Regions from separate parts of the Bos taurus genome. Here region 1 is linked to region 2. Evidence: chromatin contacts called from public Hi-C data. All regions are on one chromosome and are shown on one strand. Each heading gives the region's core, a stretch centred on a gene start, on an enhancer-like site or on the middle of the called end of the contact. The rest is flanking DNA. Distances are from core to core; before and after follow the strand shown.

What was found. A called contact is a pair of places that touch in the nucleus more often than the background predicts.
Region 1: a Hi-C map of skeletal muscle shows a contact between it and region 2, with 12 times the contacts expected there. The contact joins the promoter of ACSS1 here to the enhancer-like site in region 2. A contact is called at or near these places in 3 of 11 Hi-C or Micro-C datasets (liver, skeletal muscle and an unstated tissue).

What each region holds. Positions count from the first base shown.
Region 1 is chr13:42,662,815-42,668,701 of ARS-UCD2.0, reverse strand. It overlaps ACSS1 (acyl-CoA synthetase short chain family member 1), which reads left to right and starts at 2,287. Exons shown (of 14, transcript NM_174746.2): 1 at 2,287-2,578. The coding sequence starts at 2,287. LOC112449375 (a long non-coding RNA gene) reads right to left here and starts at 2,597. Exons shown (of 3, transcript XR_003037951.2): 1 at 2,506-2,597; 2 at 1,744-1,914; 3 at 1,210-1,367.
Region 2 is chr13:42,527,981-42,534,038 of ARS-UCD2.0, reverse strand. No RefSeq gene overlaps it. Among named protein-coding and RNA genes, the nearest start is that of CST7, 44 kb to the left of the region's middle. Within about 2 kb of position 3,613, at least 16 of the 102 cell types and tissues checked have an H3K27ac peak or open chromatin away from gene starts, as enhancers often do. A contact at or near this core is called in skeletal muscle, where this site is marked.

The sequences.
Region 1 (5,887 bases), core at 1,038-3,537, 140 kb before region 2:
GCCTCGCAGGGCAAAAGCTGAGCCTTGGGACCTCGAACCCGTAAAATGAGGGGTAATCATGTTGTTTTGCTTAAGAGGTTTGTTATGTGTTAACAGCTGCAAGGAGGCATGGAGACAGAATTAAATGACTCCCCTTCCCTTTCTGGTCAGAACAGATACTAACGTTTGTTTTGGTGGAGGTTTATAGGAACATCATGACTTGACCATGAGCTGACCTCAAGAACAAAGGCTCTGACAACATGAAGTCTGCAACAGCTACCCCACCCCCCCGTCTACCTTTCCAAGAAAATGGCTTTGCTGAAAAGTTTTGGGGAGTTCAGGGTTTTTAAGGCATGAGCCTCCTCCCTCCTTGCAGGGCCCTGCAATAATCCTTTCTCTGCTCCAGACTCAGGTGTTTTGGTGTTGGTTGGCCTTATGTGGACTTGTGTTTGGTAACATTCTCTGCAGGGGTCTCTAGGGCCTGCCTCTGTGGCCTCTCAGGGCCTGGGCTGAGTTGGAGCAACACTGCTCATCCTCTTGTGGGGAACAGATCCCTCCTCTTGAGGGGGAGCCTCTCACCTATAGAGCAAATGCCTGGGAGTTTTCACCCACTGCTCCAGCATCTGTAGTCATCTTTGAGACCCCCGGCAACACTTAACGGTCTTTCTCTATTTTAGTTTTATTATTTATTCTATTAAAAATGGTGATTCAGGGAATTTCCTGGCAGTCCAGTGGTTAGGAATCTGTGCTCTCACTGCATAGGACCCAGGTTCAATCCCTGATTGGGGAACTAAAATCCTGCTGGCTGTGTGGCGAGGCTTAAAAAAAAAAAAAAGTGATTCAGGCCAAGTGGTGAAGCAGAAATTGAGGTGGGAGTGGGGTTGCTGCCCAGCATGTGTTTATTTCTTAGGGCTCAGCATCCTCATATGTTCCACTTGGGAGCTGAGAGTGGGCAGGACTTGATAGCACCAGATAATTTTTAAATTAAGTAGAAAAATGCAGGTCAAGCACTTGGCACAGAGCAGTGCCCATGTGTAAGTGCTAACTCTTCTCATTGGATCCCAGCCCCCCCAGCCTTAAAAAGCAGGTACCACGTGCAAGCAGGCAAGTGCACGCAGGCGCACAGGAGAGGGGGCACACACACACACACACACACACACACACTGGGGCTAACAGCAGAAGTTCCTCTTACAGCTAATGGGATGGAACTCAACCAACCAACTTTCAGAATTCCCCTTTCCCTTCTGTTTATCTTATTTATTATGTGTTTAGTTTGTGGGTGTTGTGATATTCGAGTCTGGCTGAGGCAAGTTTCTGTGGCTTCCCTTCTATCTTTCCTGGCTTGATAACTGGGACACAGCCTCCATTCCAGGGCTCCCTGGGTACAGCTGGGAGAGACAGATATCATGCGTTTCCCTCCCCCCAGGGCTGCACGAGAATAAATGAGTTGGTGTCTGAAACTTGCAGCCTGCGAGGGACACCCAGGGAGCTCAGTAGCCGGGCTGGTGTAGGCACAGAGACGTTTAAGGAACTCACCGGAGGTCAGAGAGCTAGAAACGCCAGGTTTTGAACCCAGGACACAGAAGCTGCAGCAGCGGGCCAAAAACCCCGGGCGTTTGCTTCGCTGCCACAGGAATGCGGCGGACCCTAGACCACCACCCTGGGTACCCCCACAGCCTCTTGGGCAGAGGATCCCACTTAGTCCACGGAGCGGGGGTGCTGCTTGTGTGTGTATATTTTGGCGGGGGTCCGGTGCAGGCAGACCTGCGGGTTCCTTCTCCAGGGCGCACGAAGAAAAGAATGCCTTCGGCCTCTGAGATGCTGAATGGACCTAACTGGTGGTTCCCCGGCTCTGCGGTCGCTCCCGCGCCCGGGAGAGCCTGCGTCCCCGGGTTCCCAGTCTTTGCGGTTCCCCGCGCCGCGAAGCCGTCGGAGCTGGAAGACGCACCGGTTGAAACGCCGGCAGCCCGCCCCGGGACCCCGTACCCCGGGCTCCGGGAGGCCCCCCTTCCCCAGCTGCTCCCCTTCCCTTGGCGCCCGGCTCTGGAGCCCGAGGGGAGGAATTGGGAGGGGCGGGGCGGGGGCAGGGCCTGAGGGCGGGCCCGGGGCGTTGGCCGGAGGGGCGGGGCGTTGGCGGAGTCAGGGAGGGGCGCGACCGCGCGAGGACCGGGAGCGGGAGCGGGATTGGGCGAGGGCCGGGGCGGTGGCATGGGGGCGGGGCCTTTGGCGGGGCGGGACCGGGGCGGGGCGTGGGCACGCGGGCGCCCGGTTGCCACAGGGCTCTGAGGCGCGGGACTCTGAGGCGCGATGGCGGCGCGCTGCTTGGGCCGCGGCGTCGGGCGGCTACTGGGCGGCCTCCGCGGGGTTGGGGTGCGGGCGCTGGCGGCCCCCCGGCTCTGGAGCAGCGCCTCCGCCTCCGTAGCGCCACCCAGCTCCTACCAAGAGCGAATCGCGCTTGCAGCTCGCGAGCCCGCCGCCTTCTGGGGGCCACTGGCGCGGGACGCTCTCGTGTGGGACACCCCTTACCACACGGTGAGCGACTGCGACTTCCGCAGCGGCAGGATCAGCTGGTTCCTGGGAGGCCAGTTAAACGTGTCTGGTGAGTGGGCCTGGGGACCGGGGCGCCCCAGCTCGCGCGGCCGGGGGACCCCGAGCCCAGCATGCGGTGGCTCCACACGCCCCCTCCTCGGCGCTCCGGCGTCGCTCCCCGGCAAGCGACGCGGCCACCCCGCCCCAACCCCTCCGGCCCGGCCCCGACTCCTCGGTCGTGGCTCGGGCTCCCCGGCGCCCCCCCGAGTCTAACGGTGGCCCCCACTGGCCCTAACACCGAGCGTGCCGCTCGTGGGGTGGAAGGCAAGGGGCGCGCCAGGAGCAGGACTTCCCGCCCGCGGGGCCGGCCGGCGACAGAACCGAAAAGCTTCTGGCCGTTGTCACCGCCAGGTGCCGGCCGGCGACCCGCCTGGGGAGCAGCCCTGCCCGTGTAAACAAACGGAGCCGCGCCGGGTGGCGGGGAGGAGGAAGCCGCGCCGGCAGCCGGAGTCAGCCCGCGGGCGGGCGGGCGGGCGGGAAGGAAGCAGTAGTGGGACCTCCCCTCTCTCAGTTTCACCTTCGCCCCGAAGACCCAGGGGCCCGGTCTTCCGAGGTCTCAGAAGCCAGCTGCATCCCCAGTCTGTCCTCTCTGGCCCCTACTGGAGATTGAATCCCCTACGGTTCTGTCCAGACTTGGGACTGGGGTTCACACTGCCAGCCATGCCCCCGGTCCGCCAGGGGCAGAAGGCCCAGCAACTGAGGGAAGGAGGAGGCAGGCTAGGTCTAGGGTGTGAGCAGCCAGATGGGGCGCGGTCAGAGGGGCTCAAGGAGGAAGGGGGTAATGGGATAGATGGGAGTCTAGGGGCTGTTTAAGGAAAGGTCTTCCTGACCAAGGCCTGAACTGGGTAGCGGGGTCTAAGTCTCCAGGTTCCACTTCTTTACTGGTCCAGTTTTTCTGTTCCTCTGAGTCTCAGCATCCTCCTGTGTAGACTGCTGCTACTGCTGCTGCTGCTAAGTTGCTTCAGTTGTGTCCGACTCTGTGCGACCCCATAGATGGCAGCCCACCAGGCTCCCCCATCCCTGGGATTCTCCAGGCAAGAACACTGGAGTGGGTTGCCATTTCCTTCTCCAATGCATGAAAGTGAAAAGTGAAAGTGAAGTCGCTCAGTCGTGTCCAACTCTTAGCGACCCCATGGACTGCATGCAGCCCACCAGGCTCCTCCGTCCATGGGATTTTCCAGGCAAGAGTACTGGAGTGGGGTGCCATTGCCTTCTCTGCCTGTGTAGACTAGAGGTCGCAATACCCACCTGAGGGGCTGGTTGTGATGACCAGGCACACAGGGTATGGAACAGACCCAGCACTTACTAGTGAGCAATAAGTGGTAGTGATTTTGACTTGTGAAATTTAGAAGTAGCCAGAGTTACAGGTAGTTTCTTGCAGTTATTTTTCAAGCAAAGATATTTAAGGGAACTTTGGACCAGACTTTTTTTTTATATATTGTATATTGCTTTGCTGATTTAATAAAAATGACTCAGTAGATAAGTGTCTTCTTTAGAATTGAGTCAGCAGAAAGTGTCCTTGGATTAGTGGGAGAAAAACTAAACCCTTAGGTTTGCAGGGTTGGTGGAATGCACCCTGGATTGAGAGAGCTGCGTGCAGGGGGAAGGGGTAGAAGGTTGCAGTTCCTTTAGAAGCTGCCTTGGACTTGGGCGACCTGAGGCTGCCAGGGACATTCAAGGTGAACTCGTGCCACCTTTCACTCTCAGATAAGAAGTGGGGAGTGGTGGTGGTGGTGTAATGACAGATCCAGTGCGACGGGCAGCCAGGGCCTTGTGAGCCCTACTCGGTCAGGTTCAAGGTCAGGGTTAGGGTGTGCAACAAGACACTCCTCTGCCTCTTTTTCTTCATTTATTTCTCCTTTATGGTTACCTTAGCCAGAAACTGAACTTCAGAAAACTGCCTTGTAGAAAAACAGCATTTCAGCCACATTCTCTCATCAAATGTGTATGTGACCCACTCATCTGTCAGAAATATCTCTGATGGTCACCAGTGTCTGTAAATCAGAGGTGATCATATGAAAAAGGACCAGACCAAGTCATGGCTATCCTGGGAGCCACTAGAAAAGTTGTGGGCTGGGGTGGGAGGGGGTGTGTTTTGGCATGCTCTGTCTGTGTGATGGTCGTGCGATGATGGCTTATTTCAAAGGAGCGTCACTTAAAACTCAGTTTGCCCCTTCAGGAAGGTCTGTACGTACAGTTTTCAAAGTGTGGTCCCTGGATCAGCAGCATCAGCAAGACCTGTGAACTTTGTAGAAACATCCTAGATGCCAGAGCCAGGAACCTGGGGGTGGATCCTCCAGGTGATCCTGATACACACTTAAGGTTGAGAACCACTGATCTGTGTCCAACCAGGGCAGGTGGGGCACCACTAAATGGGTGGGTTGGGATGAATGCCAATCTGTCTCTCTCAAACAAACAAAGAGTCCTTGGGTGGTACCGTACACTTCAGTGGTGCTGGGTGTGTCTTTGGAATCATCAGATCAGATCAGATCAGTCGCTCAGTCGTGTCCGACTCTGGGTTTGAATCCTTGTTTTCCCCTGACCATTTTTTTTTTCTATCTAAAGTCTTGCCAAGTGCTTAATTTTTTTAAATTCATTTTTTTAGTTGGAGTATAGTTGATTTACAATTGTGTTAGCTACACAGCAAAGTGAGTCAAGTATATATATACATATATCCACTCTTTCAGATTCTATTCCCATATAGGTCATTACAGAGTACTGAATAAAGTTCCCTGTGCTCTACAGTAGGTTCTTATTAGTTTACACTATTTTATGTATAGTAGTGTGTCTGTGTCAATCCCACTCTCCCAATTTACTCCTCCTGCCCTTCCCTGACTGTTCTTTGGTGCGTCTCCTCATTTGTAACGTGAGAACAGTGCGTAACTGAAATTCTGTTCCAGTTCCTATCCGTGCCATTTTCTTAGTCTCTCGGATTCCGTGGGTCAGGACTTTGGACAGGGCCTGACGGGAGTGGCTTGCCTCTGCTCCCCGCTTGTGGGACTCTAGTCATCTACCTTGCTCACTCCCAAGTCTGCGGCCTGGCCTGCAGGCAGGGCTTAGCTGGAGCTGTGGCCCGGAGCACCCACAAGGAGCTTCTCACAAGGTGGTGACTAGACCCAGGGCTGTTGGCTACCAGAGGTCCCAGAGACCAAGGCAGAAGCTGCTAGGCTTCTGACCAGCGGCAGGTGACCTGGGACTGCGTGTTAGCATTGAATGTGAAAATGCTTGTGAAGCACTCTGCACTGTCTTCAGAACATTCCTTGCACCCAATCACTGGCCTTTGTTATTTATTAATGAATCCTGGGAGGAGGCTGTAACC
Region 2 (6,058 bases), core at 2,364-4,863:
GGGTACGCTGAAAGTAGTGTCAGAACAAAAATTATACCCGTAAATGCTTACTTTAAAAAAGAAATATCTGAAGTCAATAACCTCACCATTCATCTTAAGAAACTAGAATAAGCAGAGCCGCAGTAGGAAGTAAATAAAGCAGACAGAAACACAGGAAATAGAGGATGGGAAAACAATAGAGAAAATGATGCACAAACCCTCAAATCGGTTCTTTGTAAAGAAGAACGAAATTGACAAACCTGTGTAGCTGGACTGATCAAGGAAGAAAGAGAGATTCATATACTAGATCAGGGATGAAAAGGGACGTTGTTACGTGCCCCGGAGAATAAAAAGGATTGTAAGGGGACACTGTGAATATCTGTGTGACAACACATTAGGTGATTTATAGGAAATGGACACATTCCTAGAAAGACACAGACAGCCACAACTGACTCGAGGAGAGACAGAAAATCAGTCAATTTATAACTGGAGATTGAACTGGTAATAGAAAAGCTTCACACACACAAACCCCAGAACCAGATGGCTTTCCTGGTGAATTGTTGACAAGTCTGAAGAAAAATAAACAGAGTGAGCGTTCATTTTAGGCAAAGAGGGGGAAAAACACCGAGCAAGACAGGAAATTAAGAACAATAAAAGCAGGAACTGGTGAATCTGAAAATAGAAAATGAGAAGTGAAAAATAATCTTAAGTTGAAGATACACGTGTGTGGCACTCACAAACTCTGTGTCTGCCACGCACACATATGTACACGTGCAGACGCTCGGTAAACTCAGCCTCAAAGGACAATTCAAGATAAGAAAGTGTAAGAAACCACAGATGCAGAAAAAACAGTCAGATTCAAATGGAAAAGGATACTTTGCTTCACTCTGTGGATTAGATGACTGATGCCAAGAGACCCAGGAAACTAAAGGGTCAGTGGCCACGTCTGAAGCTGAGCGGTCCTTCAGATGACCTTCAAGAGAGGGGCTGTGAGAGGGGGGACCATGGCCAGGACACATCTCCAAGGTGCCCTGTGAGCTGCGGTAACACGGCACACTGGGGAACGCCCACGTGTAGTGTGTGCGGCCACGCCTGTAACCTGAGTACACGGGCACGCTGGGCACCATTGTTTTCTGGGCACCCAGGGTGCAAGCCTGGCGTATTGAGCTGGGGCACTCACATGTGCAGGTGGGAAGAAAGTGATTTCCACTGCACATCCTTTTGGTCCAGCTGGCTGATTTTTACCACTTCTTATCATTTACTAATGCAAAAAAAAAAAAGGGGGTGGGGGGAAGTTCCATGGAACAATGCCAAAGAGATCTCTCCATACCTTTTTCTGATAAACACCCTCAGATACAAGCCTCAGGGGAGCTTGGGACATCAGCTGAGGGTGCAGAGTGTCCTGACTGGAGTGTAGATGTTGGTCTCCTGTAATGACCGATGTGTCTCACTGGCCAAGTACTCTGTTGGCATTGGGAACACTCCAGGCTTGTGGCCAAGGTCTCTTGGCCAGTAGCAGTTCTAACCCATCCCTTCACGGTGAAATGATAAAATTGGGTTGGCAGAATGGTTTCTGAAATGAGAACGGTGATGAATGCCCACAGTTGTCAGTCTTTAAAAGAAATTTGTCATATTATACACAGAATTAAATCCATCCTCCATTAAAAGTATGACAAAAAGAATTAATTCATTTTCAATGTAATGACTTAAGCAAGCAGATCTTGCATAACAATGAGGGTTTCTGAACTTCTAATGAACTGTTTAAAGCGTTCAAGCTGAATTTGGTTCTCTGATAATAATTTCTAAGATCCAAGACTCCCCAGTTGGATGGCATTGCCGATTCAATGGTCATGAACTTGGGCAAATTCCAGGAAATGGCGAGGGACAGGGAAGCTTATTGTGCTGCAGTCCATGGGGTTGCAATGAGTCGGACATGACTTGGCAACTGAACAATGAAAAACAACAAGACTCCCCTAAAGGAGCTGTTTGGTGAGACACTGTCCAAGGGAACTGGTCTGGAGACAATGAACACAAGTGAAAAACTCAGGGACTGTGGCAGGCTGCTTTATCTGTGGCCCCCATGGTGGCCTTACTCCCTGTTGATCTGGAGGCTGCCCATGTGGTTGTTCAGGGTGAGGTATTAACAACCATGAGCTTGCTAAGTGCCATTGTGTTGGGGTCTGTGTTCCTGGGACACTGTTTTGTGGAAGTCACCTGCCATGTGCCAAGGCCAGTGGCCTGAGGCCACCTGCTGTCAGGAAGCCCAAGCTGCCCTGTGGTAGGTCACACGGAAAGAGCTCTGTGCCATCAGCTCTCGGCTGGGTCAGCTGGTCTGGCCGAAGCCCCACAGCCCAAGTGTGTTAGTTGGAGGGAAGGACTGCCCAGCTGAGCCCAGGTTCAAATTTTTACTGTTGCTCAAGCTGCTAAGTTTTGAAGCATCTTGTGCAGCTTAGGCAAGGGCTGGGGGTCCGAGGTGAGAGGCACCTGGAGAAAAGGGAGCAGGTGCAGGAAATAAATGCACCAAGAGTGATCATCTGTTATCGTAAGGCGGTCAGAACTCTGCTTGCTTCACAAGGACTCTCTGGGTGACAGCGTAGCCAAGATCCATGTGACTCAAGTGTGGTCCCCACACCGTAGCGCTGACGTGCTCTGGGAGCTTGTTCATTTCTTAGAAAACCCCAGACCTGGGGCCCTGCCACGAGGAGGTTCATGTCTCAGAGGCCTGGGTTCTGGGGTTGTGAGCCCCGGGGTTGCCACACTCTCAGCAGTGAGCAGGTCATGATCATCTGCATGCAGATGGATTTCAAGATGTCCATCTCCCTGGAGACCTTTGCGAAGGAGTGATTCATCCACTGAAGGTCTCACAACACCACCCCCCACACACCCCCCGAATAATCAGCCTTCACGTTCCCAACCAGAAGCACACGTTTCTAGGTCATGTGGCCATCCTCAGAAAAGATCAGTAAGAGGGGGCTTTGTTCACTGCCAGTGCAGAGGCACTGTGTCGGCCGGGAAGGTGATGACCTGTGAGGGGCCTTGGGGAGGCGGGTAGATGGCGAGGGTTCCACGTCTCTGAGCCGCTGGTCACGCAATGGAAAGGCTGGCCCAGTGGCCCCTGGAAGTCTCATCGCTGGTCAGAACCCAGAGGCCAGGCCCTGCCCCTGCACCGGGGGCTGGGGTGGACCCGAGACTGGGCCTGCAATCTTGACAGGCAGTTCCGGGACCATCCTTCCTAATGTAACCTGAGCAGTAAGAAGGAGTGTGCTGTGAACCGGCAAGGCGAGATGGAAACAACCCACAACCCCGCTGCCGAGCAGTGTCCCCTGATGTCTGCCATGTGGACACTCTGACCAGCACAGACTCCAAGCCGCCAACAGCTTAACCACCAGCTCCCTAAACCTAGCCTGTCAGAGCCTGGGAACCTCGGTTGGATGCTCACAGAGGGGTGGGGGTTGGTGGGGGTTGAGGGGTGTTGAGGGACTGGCCCACCCCCTTCCCCTCCTGACCACAGCTGCCGGGCAGATGGGATGAAGGCAACCGAGGCTAAACTCCCACCCAGGCCCGGGATGGGTGTCTGGGATGGAGCCCGGGGCCCCGGTGGCCCTGGCCTAGGGAAGATCCCCGGCACATCTTTTCCCAGAGCTCTAGCACCACCTGGTGGCGGGGTTCCCAAGTCCGGGTGCATCTGGGATCCAGATGGTACCAACTTGGGCATGTCCTGGGTGAGCTCGGATCAGCGGGAGAGGGTCCCAAATAAGTCCCAGGAGGCCTGTGCCCCCTGCCCAGCCTCAGGTCCCACTGCCTCACTGCTGTGTCCTACAGGCGCATTTCTGGGGAATGTATCAGAGTGAGGCTGTTGTCCCAGGCTCTGCTTTACAGGGACAGAAATTGAACCCAGTCTTGGTCCCCGCTTGTGCCCCTGTGCTGCCTCCCCTCTCCCCAGTGGTGATGTGGGGCGTAGGGTCCAGTGTCCTTGCCCTGGCCAGACATCCGGGCCTGAGCACCCCGTCCTGCGGCCTGACCCGCCTCAGGCAGGATGAACTCCAAGAGCCGGGCAGCAACAGCCCTGATCATCCTGAGAGCCCAGGGTTAGAAAAGTGACCAAAACAGGAAAGTTTTGCTTTCTACAAACCTTTTAACATCTTCTCCAAATCCAAAATTCCCATATATATATTTATTATAATATTAACATGCAACATATTCATATATTATATAAGGTTTCCCAGTGGCTCAGTGGAAAAGAATCTGCCTGCGATGGAGGACACACGGGAGATGTGGGTTCAATCCCTGGGTCAGGAAGATCTCCTGGAGAAGGGAAATGGCACTCCACTGCAGTATTCCTGCCTGGGAAATTCCGTGGACAGAGGAGCCTGGCAGGCTGCAGTCCATAGCATTGCAAGGAGCGCTCTGTACCCTGTTACCTGCCCTGAAAGGGGCGCTCTGCCTGCCTTTTGTTCCATTTGGCACGTTGGCTGTTTGGCTGTTGTCGGCCATCAGGGACTCTAAAGCCACCTGAGAAAAGCCCCTGTGATGTTTGGACCAAGAGATGTGACATAAGGGGGGCCAGCAGAGGCTGAAGGGTGAACTGCTGCCCCCGGCCTGTAATGCCTTCCTCACCCAGTGTGTCCCCACAGGCTTTGAGCTCAAGCAAAGTCATCCTTGGAGACACACCCGTTGTTTCAGTTGCTATGGCTTCACAACAAACCAGCCCAGGCCTCAGCAGTTTTAAACAACAGTGTTTGTTGACCTTGAGCATGTGAGTCAGGAATGTGGACAAACACAGCGCTCTGCACATGGTCTCCAGCTCCGAGGTGGAGGGGGCCGGCCCCCATGTGGAGGCCATGCCCCAGGAGAGAGAGGCGGCTTAGCCTCGGACGTCAGCATCATCTCCTGTGAGGGGCACTGAGGTCGGATGCATTTCACAGCTGCCTTTAGAAATTCATCATCCAGGCCTCCGTTTCACAGAGATGACCCCAGCAGCTGTGCAAACTGGACACTCAGGGACCATGTTGCTGGGCTGGGATGGAACAGGCTGGGGCCAGGGACTATGCAAAGGGAGGACCCAGGGTGTCTTGGAGAGGCCTCGGCCCACCCAGGCCCTGGCGATACCCCAGGGGGATACCAGGGGGATGACTGGAGGCTCCAGGCAGGGGAGGAAGTGGATCTTGGTGATGAAGGGCCCCCTGTTGCTTGTGGATCATCAGTCAGCCAGTGGCAGAGGATGAAGAAAGGGAGTGGGTAGGGAGGGAACCACACCACCAAGATTGCAGCCAAGCTCTGTAGCTGGACGCAGGCAAGAGGCAAAGTTTCCATCAACCCCGTCTCTTAGCCCAGGGAGTCTCCCCACACCAAGAGCCATTCAACAGTGAGCCTGAGGCCTTTCTGCTGGGAGGACAGACTGGGGCCTCTAGCAGCCCTGTTGGGTGGAGAAGGCTGAGGCTCTCCTACTTGTCTGGCGTCCAAGGAGATGGTCATCTCTCAGATGAAACTTGGGTGGAGGTAGGGTTCCTGAGACTACAATCTCCCCCGCTCAGATGTGGCTCCCAAAGCTAGGGTTCAGGGCTTTTTCCTGAGATGGGACAATAAACATCCCAGGATTTCCGCCCCCCACCCCCATTTTTCCCTTCCTTCAGGAAGCCCTCCATGACTTCCTGCAAACAGGGTTCCGGCCTCTGCCCTGAGCGCCCACTGTTTCAAGGTGAGCATGTGGTCAGGTCCTCCAGGCACTAAGTGCTGTCTGGTCCACAGCGGAGCCCAGACCCCCGCACAGGCCTTGCTGGGTGGAGAGTGCAAGACTGTGGTTACCATACCACAGTATGGGGGCGGGGTGCTGGGCGTGAAGGGTGTTGTGTCCTGCACACCGGAAGGGAAGGGGTAACGGCACGTGTTGGGAGCCCGTCTGAGCCCTCGGCCCCTGGCTCTGGTCCTGTGGGCAGGAACACGCTCATCCACGTCCACCCAGGGACAATGGGGCTGCGGGCTTGGTGGCTGTTACCCCAGCGCGTGGGAAGGAGGCTTACGTAACTTGTAACCTCAGCAGGGCAGACCCTGGTGGGGAGAAACTGTGGCCTGGGTTCGG